Regions from separate parts of the Zea mays genome. Here all the other regions are linked to region 2. A link is a contact called in public Hi-C data. All regions are on one chromosome and are shown on one strand. Each heading gives the region's core, a stretch centred on a gene start, on an enhancer-like site or on the middle of the called end of the contact. The rest is flanking DNA. Distances are from core to core; before and after follow the strand shown.

Region 1 (2,854 bases), core at 302-2,801, 240 kb after region 2:
AAGATCTACAGGCAGTGGATGTCCGGGACCGGCGGCTGTCCAAGGTGGCCACCCCGACCAACCACCTCGTTGTGGTGGGCAACTTCTTGGGCACGCTGCTGGGCGCCAAGATGGGGCTCCGCGAGGTGCCCATCTTCTTCTTCGCCGTCGGGGTGATGCACTACCTGGTGCTGTTCGTGACGCTGTACCAGAGGCTCCCCACCAACGCGTAGCTTCCCAGGGGAGCTCCACCCGGTCTTCATCCTCTTCATCGCCGCGCCTAGCATCGCGTCCGTCGGCTGGGCAAGGCTGTGCGGCGACTTCAACTACGTGGCCAAGATCTTCTACTTCACATCCCTCTTCCTCTACATGTCGCTGGTGGTGCGCCTCAACCTGTTCCGAGGCGTCCGCTTCTCGCTGGCATATGGTGGGCGTACACGTTCCCGATGACGAGCGTGGCCATCGCGACGGCCGTGTACGCGTCTGCGGTGACCAACGTACTCACCCGGGCGCTGGCCGTGGGGCTGTCCGGGGTGGCCACCGTCACCGTCGCTGGCGTGCTGGTGACCACCATGTACCGCGCGTTCGTGCGCAAGGACCTGTTCCCCAACGACGTGTATGTCCATCGCCTGTTGGGAATAGTCCCACATTGTGTGGTGAGAGTGTGATAGCATGGTTTATAAGGTTAAGGGCGCAACCCTCTGACAGGCTAGCTTTTTGGGGGAGTGTTGGCCCAAGAGACCTAAAGCCCGCTGCTATACGTGCGGGCGCGTGTGTCGCGGCCCGACAGCCTGGGTGGGCGCGCCGTGTGTGCGGGCGGCCCCGACGGACACGCCGTGTGTCGGCAGTCCGGTTCCAACAATTGGTATCAGAGCCAGGTTGGCCCAGTGCATTCTCAGACAAATCTCGGCTCACAATGTGTGAGGGGGAGATTGTTGGGAATAGTCCCACATTGTGTGGTGAGAGTGTGATAGCATGGTTTATAAGGTTAAGGGCGCAACCCTCTGACAGGCTAGCTTTTTGGGGGAGTGTTGGCCCAAGAGACCTAAAGCCCGCTGCTATACGTGCGGGCGCGTGTGTCGCGGCCCGACAACCTGGGTGGCCGCGCCGTGTGTGCGGGCGGCCCGGACGGACACGCCGTGTGTCGGCGGTCCGGTTCCAACATCGCCGTCACGCAGCGGCCCAGGGCGAAGTTCGGCAAGATCCTCGCGCACCTCCGCGCCTCCGGCGATGGCGTCAAGGACCTCGTCTTTGCCGTCTCCAGACTCCAGGCACGGCGGAGCCTCCTCCGTATCAGACGACGCTAGCGATCCGCCGTCGCAGCAGAGAGCCGTAGCTAGGGCAGCACACCACACCACACCACACCCGCCGATCTCCAGACAGTCGTTATCATCATGGCTGCCTGACGAATACAAGTAGCCCTTGGATTTTGCATCCGTGCTGGTGCAAACCAATGGTAGTGTCAGTGGCCCAATAAGCAATCGAACCAAAACCAATGGTAGTGCTAGTGCCATGAAGAGGCCCGGCCGGCCCGATTTCATCCGTGGTGGGTGGGCCTCCATCCCAATAATCATGCCCGTGCATGCATGGCATGGAAGGAGGACGAGAGAGGTAGGTAGCACGTGCACCAGCCAGCACACGACCTAAAACCTAAACGTCACATTTTTTATGTTGTGAATTGTGATTGGGTGGAGGATGCATGTCGAGGCTGGTAAATTGTGCACCACTCACTCCATCGTGGCATGCCGCAGTGAGTCAGAAGCTTAGCTTGTGCAGTGGCCCTAGAGTGAGAGCGCGACACGCACGTACAGTGCAGTGCACTGCCCCTCCATCTCTTTTCAAACGTCGCACAGATTTTGGTGCTCCCAGAGATATTGTCAGCAAAGTTACATGTGGTGAAGTGTGGTTGATGCACTGTCAGTTGGTAAGCAATAGTCCTATCACTTCCAGATTATTTTAAACTAGCACAATGCTCCAAATGACCGGTCACCTCTCTATTCACTACCGGAATTCGGCTCTTTAGCGAGTGCCAAATATTTTACCGAGTGTTCTTTTCGGACACTCTGTTAGAAAGTTAGGCATTTTTAGTTTTAATTTAATCCAGAAAAACAGTGCGATATATGTGATGACATGTATGTGCATGTGTGTATAACTACTCGCATAAGCAGTAAACAGCAATGAAACATGCACAAATACGAAGAACAGAGTGTACCCAGCGGAGGGACCGATGCTCAAGGCATCAGTGGCTCCATTCACACGAGACATCTCGTGTGTTTGTTCGATGTAGCCGTACGAAGTCGGTGCAGGAAGATGTACGCTGTGCAGTCCCTCGAACGGTCGCCGGGAAGAAGAACAGCAGCACGCGTCAACTCGGGAAGGCGACGAACAGCAAGCTGTGAACGAAGCAGCTGGACAAACAGGTCACGCGAGCAGTCGCGAAGACGCTCCCCAAAAATCTGATCGCCCGCACACCCGTGCAAGTGTATCTCTGCGGTCGGTGATTTCGGAGGCCTGCTCTCCCACTCTCTCTGTGCTCGCAGAAGATGGGACGGGAATGTGTTGTTTGCAATTCGCGTGAGATAATTCGCATAACTGGAAGAGCCCTCCCTCTCTATTCTTATAGGCGGTCAGAAGGAGGGAGAAGAACAACGGACAGAAACGGTCGCGCATTAGAACTAGAAACTGACGACAGTAACTGACGTCCGTTACTAGCCATAAGACAGGAAACAGACGGTTATCATGACGGTCATCGCTCCAGGCAAAATGCGAAACCGTTTGAAAGGAATATTCGGACCAAGGTCCGATCTACAGCCACGAGCCGGCGGCGGCGGCGGCGCGCGCGCGCGTGTGGCAGTCCTTCATCCTTTTCTCAACT
Region 2 (2,856 bases), core at 190-2,689:
GCGACACTGGGCGCGGCGATGAAGAGGAAGAACACCGGGTGGAGCTCCCTGGGGAGCTGCGCGTTGCTGGGGAGCCTCTGGTACAGAGTCACGAACAGCACCAGGTAGTGCACCACCCCGACGGCGAAGAAGAAGATGGGCACCTCGCGAAGCCCCATCTTGGCGCCCAGCAGCGCGCCCACGAAGTTGCCCACGACGGCGAGGTGGTTGGTCGGGTTGGCCACCTTGGACAGCCGCCGGGCGCCGCCGGACATCCACTGGCCGTAGATCTTGAGGTCGAGGAGGAAGATGGGCGCCATGAGGATGTACCACACCACGTGGTGGATGGTCCACACCGGGTGCGGCAGGCCCTTGACGAGGAAGAGGCAGGCGATCCACGGCGCGAAGAAGAAGTTGACGCGGATCGGGTGGTGGAACTCGCGCCGGACCGCCTCGAAGTAGAACACGACCTTGAAGAGGTAGATGAAGGAGACGAGCGCCATAAGCGAGGCGGAGACCCACCAGAGCACGTGGTTCACGGCGGGGCTCACGTGGAGGAACGCCGTGGACGGCTCCGACTGCAGCGTCTTCCACAGCATGGCCTGGCTGCTCACGCCCAGGCACATCCCGAACGCGTTGATCGGGAACCGCAGCAGGAACGGCCACGTCTCGTCCTCGGGCAGCGCCGACACCTCTGTCGGTCTCAGCGTCTCCAGCTCGGGGCCCTCCAGGGCGGCGAAGTAGCGGTCCGCGCTGGGGACCTCGTCGTCGTCGTCGGTCTCCTCCTCGGAGATGATCTTGTTCGAGGTAGAGTCGGCGCCGGCGGGCTCGATGTCCACGGGCACCACCCCGCGGAGGTTGGACAGCTGCCGCTCCAGGCGGCCGGAGAAGGTCTTGAAGTGGTCGAAGCGGCGGTCGCGCGCGCTGTCGCTGCGCGACACGGTGCGCACCCGCTGCAGCGGCGGCGGCTCCTCGGTCCGGATCGTCAGCGTCGGCTGCGAGTGGTACCGCGCCTGGTTCTGCAGCAGCTGCTGGTCCTCTGCCGGCTGTGGCTGTGGAGCCGGCGCCACGCTGCGGACGGACGCGCACACGCCGAGGTGCAGCCCCGACGGCGACGCCGGCACGCTCAAGCACACAGAGTACGGGCTCCCCGTCGTCGCCGGCGGCGGCAGAGGGAGCCGGAGCAGTTCCGGCATCTGGGAGCTCTCGCGGATGGCCATGGCGCCTTGCTCGTCAGGACCGCTCAGCTCGCGTCGCCGAAGGAGGAAGAGGTGCCGACTGCGACTAGGTAGTGTAGGTGCACATGAAGCAGCTGCCTTGTGGCTGGCTGGACCGCTGGAGTGGCTGGGTGATGTGCCGCCGAGCTCGCGCTCGGCGCCCGTCTATATAGAGGTCAGGGAGGACGTCAGGTGTAAGAAAGGAGGCGGCATCGAGAGGAAGATGGTCTGCGTCTGCGTCTATTACGAAGGTTCGTTCCGGCACGTATTATCAGTACTCTGTATATTCATTTATTTATTAAGAGAGAAAAAGACCTCGGATTTCTCTCTGTATTCTACAGGTCTGACGAATCTGAACAACATTGACCAACGCGAGAATTGGATCATCAGAACCTTTCTCATGCGAATCCCCTGCGCATCTCCCGTTGACCTGGCTGCGTTGGTTGCCGGCGCCGATGACGACGGCGAACCCGGCCGGGGGAGAGGGAGCCCAGCCGGTCTTATCTGGACCTTTGTCGTCGACGGCGAAGAGGTCATGGCACGGACTCCTCGTGTAGAAACCAAAACCACGCACGGACCCCTTTTCTTTTTCTTTCACATTTCTAGTACTGTGCCATACTAGGGGGAGGGGGAAGCAATTCTAATGGCTACCTTTGGAACTCCATTTTCTAAAGCGATTTATATTTTTCCAAGAAAAAATGTACTAATTTTACTTGAGAAAATGAAAATCTCTTACGCCCCGTTTGGATCACTGGAATTGAATTCCATTCTAATAATAGTAATTTAGATATATATCAATTAAGCTAATTCACTTTTATATGAAATATATTTGTATACTATTATTAGCAAGATGTCCTACATATTTATGTGCTACATTTTTACTATAGAGGAGTAAAACGAAGAGTGTCATATAAGTTATAGATTAGAAACAAATTCTAATCATGAATAAAATCATTTCCTATCTTCCACCCTATGAATTTGAGATAAGCTTATATCTGAACTTTGGAAAGTGGTGGAATGCCAAATTCCAAACTAAATAAGTTACTTTATTGAGTGAATTCCAATTCCTTTAAAATGAAGGGATCCAAACGCCACGTTAGAAAAATGTGGTTTCCAAACTAGCCTAACTGTTTTGAAGCAAACTGTCTAAGACAGAAAATTATAGATAACTATATTTCGAATAGCTGTATTATGAAAATATAGTAAATTAAAAACTGCAATAATTTTCAGTACTATAAATACTATGCAAACAAATAATCCAACCGTCCTAAAATATAGTTCTTTCTAGTCCACTTTTTTTTGTCCACGTTCATTCAAATTGTAATAAATATAGACATATATGCAAATTTACATTCATATGTTTTTTAATGAATGTATAATTAGTGTAAAACGAATTATATTATGAGACGAAGGGTGTACAAAGAATCATAAAGATTTATGCGCTATAAAAATATAATGATACTGATTTAATATTAACATTATTATTTTATTATATACATTTACTTAAACGTAACATATTTTGCCTCTTTAAAAATATTTAAATATCATTAGGCTTAAATAAATATCCTAATGCCTTTCTCCTCTCACTTTATACTCGTGCGTTGCGACGACACACCATCTTATTGTTGATTTATTCTGCACGGTGAGCACTACAGATTAT
Region 3 (2,819 bases), core at 147-2,646, 190 kb after region 2:
TGGGTCCTCGGTCACTTGCTCGTCTACTCGTAGCAATACAAACAAACATGCTATATGAGAAATTAACATCATACCAAACATGAGTACAGAATACATGATAATAATCTATGCATCATAACGAGATAGTAGGTTCAATAATCACTAAATTCGGAGTTACGGTTTACGAGTTATGATTTTCCGAAGTTATTAAGTGCTTAGTATAGAATAAATCAAGTGGACAATTTTAATCTATTGTTTCATAACTAAACAGAGTTACCAGGTGATAAAAAATATTAAAACATAATTATTGCAAATGGAATGGATTAAAAAGGAGTTAAAATGAATTTTCTAGGAATTAAACAAGTTCTAGATTTAATGTTATACTAGAAAAATATTTTCTATATTCATTTATTCAATTCCTTCGAATTCTGGACTGCGCACAGTATTCTGTGGTTCTGCAGGGGCCTCCCTGCAAGATTCTGGGCCATTCTGTAATGGTTTTAACCTTAACCCGTACTGTGGATTGATTCCTATAAAGCATAGGGGTTCATATGTAAAGTTGTCTTCGCGAAGGGGTACGCGTGAATCTCGGCCACCCGATTAAAGAACGAGCGCCAGGATCACACAGCACTTAAACTGAACTGGTATGATATCGTGCTCATTGGATCTAGGTTCAACGATTCTGATTTTACGAAGCTTGAGTCACCCTGAACCGTCCAATCAAACCATACGGCCCCGATCAAATCGCCCACGGGAGTTCGCCCAGTTTTAATCTGGCCGCCCACACACCATCCAACAGTGCGCGTGTTATCTTCTTCCCCCGACGCGACTGCGTAGAGTCGCGGCGGCGCACCACACCGGAGTTCGCGCAATCGGCCATCCCGGACCTCGTTTCCCACTAATGCAAGCCAAACGTGAAGAGTAGGGAATGACGACACGATGGTCACTGGCTTACCGGTGGTTAAGACGCGTAGCTCCTTGCCCACGGCAATGCGAGGATCCGCGACAGTGTGGAACTCCGGTGAGCAATTGGTGGCCGATGAGCCGCCAATCTCACCCGAAATTGTCGTGGCTGGCTTCACACAGGTCCCGCAGAGGCCTTCGGTCCGAATTCAGGCACTAGGCGCCGATGGAGGTGAGGTTCCGTGGCGGCGCAACCCTACGCTCCTGGCGCAATGACGAATCTGCACGCTACAAAGCGGTTTTGGAGCTAGTCTTTGGTTTGCGGGTGGTGGAAAGGGAAGGCAGAACTCGGTGCTCCCCTTTATGCTCGCTCGATAATCGACAGGGTCAACAATCGAGAATTCCGCGCGGCGGTAGGCATCTCGGCATGACCATTGCGGGAGGGATGACGGCTGACCAGTGGGTCCCTGCTGTGAGCGTAACAAAGACCCCCGGTCTGAGCATGCGTGAGACGCGGACAAGCAGGCCCCGCCTGATAGCCGCAGTGTCGACGACGTTGGGCGCGCGTGTGGAGGGGTTGGGCCGGCTGCGTAAAGGCGTAAATGGGCCGACTGATAGGAAACGGCCCAAGCGTGGCTTTTCTTTTTCTTTTCCCTTTTTTCTTTTCTGTTTTCTTTTCTTTTTATTTTTAGATTTCAAATTTGAATTCAAATATTGTTGTGAGTTTTGTACTCAAGTTAAAGGTAGGAATTAAACACACCAGTATGGAAAGAATTTATTTATATATATATATTTATTTTGTATTGTGTAGTATTCTTCTCTTTCCCTTTCTATATTATTTCCAATTTCTAAATGGTAAATTAGGTTAGGTCCCAATTTGGTCATTAATATATATTTGTTAGTATTACTATTATTAAATGTACAACCAAATAAACTCCAACATGATGTATGTATTATTTATGTTTTATTAGAGAAAATTATTCACTTTAAATATGGTTGTTCATATGTTCTAATAAGTAGAGGGCAAAACCAATAAAGAGATCAACTCTTTTCTTATTACTTACAAATTGGTTCTTACAAAAACATGGTTTCATTTCAATGGATATCTTGTTCTAATTTTAAGATTGAACTTTCGGGGGCATTTTGGGGTTTGAAATTCGCCTGGTCTGTCGCGGATAGTCCGGTCGTGGGCACGCGGACGGTCCGCCCTCTGGCAGAGCTCCCTATAGATCTTGCTCTCATTTTTTAGGTTATCATCTTATTATTATTGGGATTCTTCATATTCTATTTCAGTGAATTTGGTGGTCTGAAGAAGAAGCTAGCAGGACGGTATTTGTCCAAACGACGTCGTGCAGATGATTCTGATTATAACCCTACCACAGACTCCGAGGCCCAATCATCAGCCGGGGCAGTGTCTCTTTGGATGCTGAAGATGCTCCACACTCGCATCCGGACTATCCTATTAACATCACAGGGTGGACGTATCCCAGGATGAGATTCTCTATGGCTGAATATTCTTCTAAAAGGACTGTTGATCAATTTTCTCTTCTAAATGACACAAACATTCAGTATTTTCATACTCAGCTGCAGTTCGATGTCTTCTGGGGAACTCTTTTGTACATCAAATTTCATAAGCATCAAGTAATTGACTGGGAATATATGCAGGGTCAAACAGTCATGGAAGGATTACTTGCTAAGTTTCAAGCATGTGGATTATATGAGTTTATGGGACAACAGACTGACTTCAATGATCTGATTGTCAAGCAGTTTCTTGCTACTGCTGAAATTAATATTCAAGATCAGTTGATTTGTCTGGATGACTGGGTTTAAGCGCTACGTGGCTACCTTTGCTGAATTTGCCACCGCTAACAGTCTGGATTATGACATGATCTCTCAGGGAGTAGATCTTTACACTAAGGACCAGTTTGAAGATTATG

Evidence for each region. A called contact is a pair of places that touch in the nucleus more often than the background predicts.
Region 1: a Hi-C map of ear shows a contact between it and region 2, with 2.3 times the contacts expected there. The contact joins the enhancer-like site here to the promoter of LOC103637029 in region 2. A contact is called at or near these places in 3 of 25 Hi-C or Micro-C datasets (ear and leaf).
Region 3: a contact with region 2 is called in a Hi-C map of bundle sheath, with 2.3 times the contacts expected there. The contact joins the enhancer-like site here to the promoter of LOC103637029 in region 2. A contact is called at or near these places in 2 of 25 Hi-C or Micro-C datasets (bundle sheath and leaf).

What each region holds. Positions count from the first base shown.
Region 1 is chr8:76,732,023-76,734,876 of Zm-B73-REFERENCE-NAM-5.0, reverse strand. It overlaps the pseudogene LOC103637028. Among protein-coding and RNA genes, the nearest start is that of LOC100383493, 150 kb to the right of the region's middle. Within about 2 kb of position 1,551, at least 17 of the 20 cell types and tissues checked have an H3K27ac peak or open chromatin away from gene starts, as enhancers often do. A contact at or near this core is called in ear and leaf, where this site is marked.
Region 2 is chr8:76,971,915-76,974,770 of Zm-B73-REFERENCE-NAM-5.0, reverse strand. LOC103637029 (S-type anion channel SLAH2) reads right to left here and starts at 1,439. Exons shown (of 2, transcript XM_020542562.2): 1 at 1-1,439. The coding sequence starts at 1,199.
Region 3 is chr8:76,783,013-76,785,831 of Zm-B73-REFERENCE-NAM-5.0, reverse strand. No RefSeq gene overlaps it. Among protein-coding and RNA genes, the nearest start is that of LOC103637029, 190 kb to the left of the region's middle. Within about 2 kb of position 1,396, at least 18 of the 20 cell types and tissues checked have an H3K27ac peak or open chromatin away from gene starts, as enhancers often do. A contact at or near this core is called in bundle sheath and leaf, where this site is marked.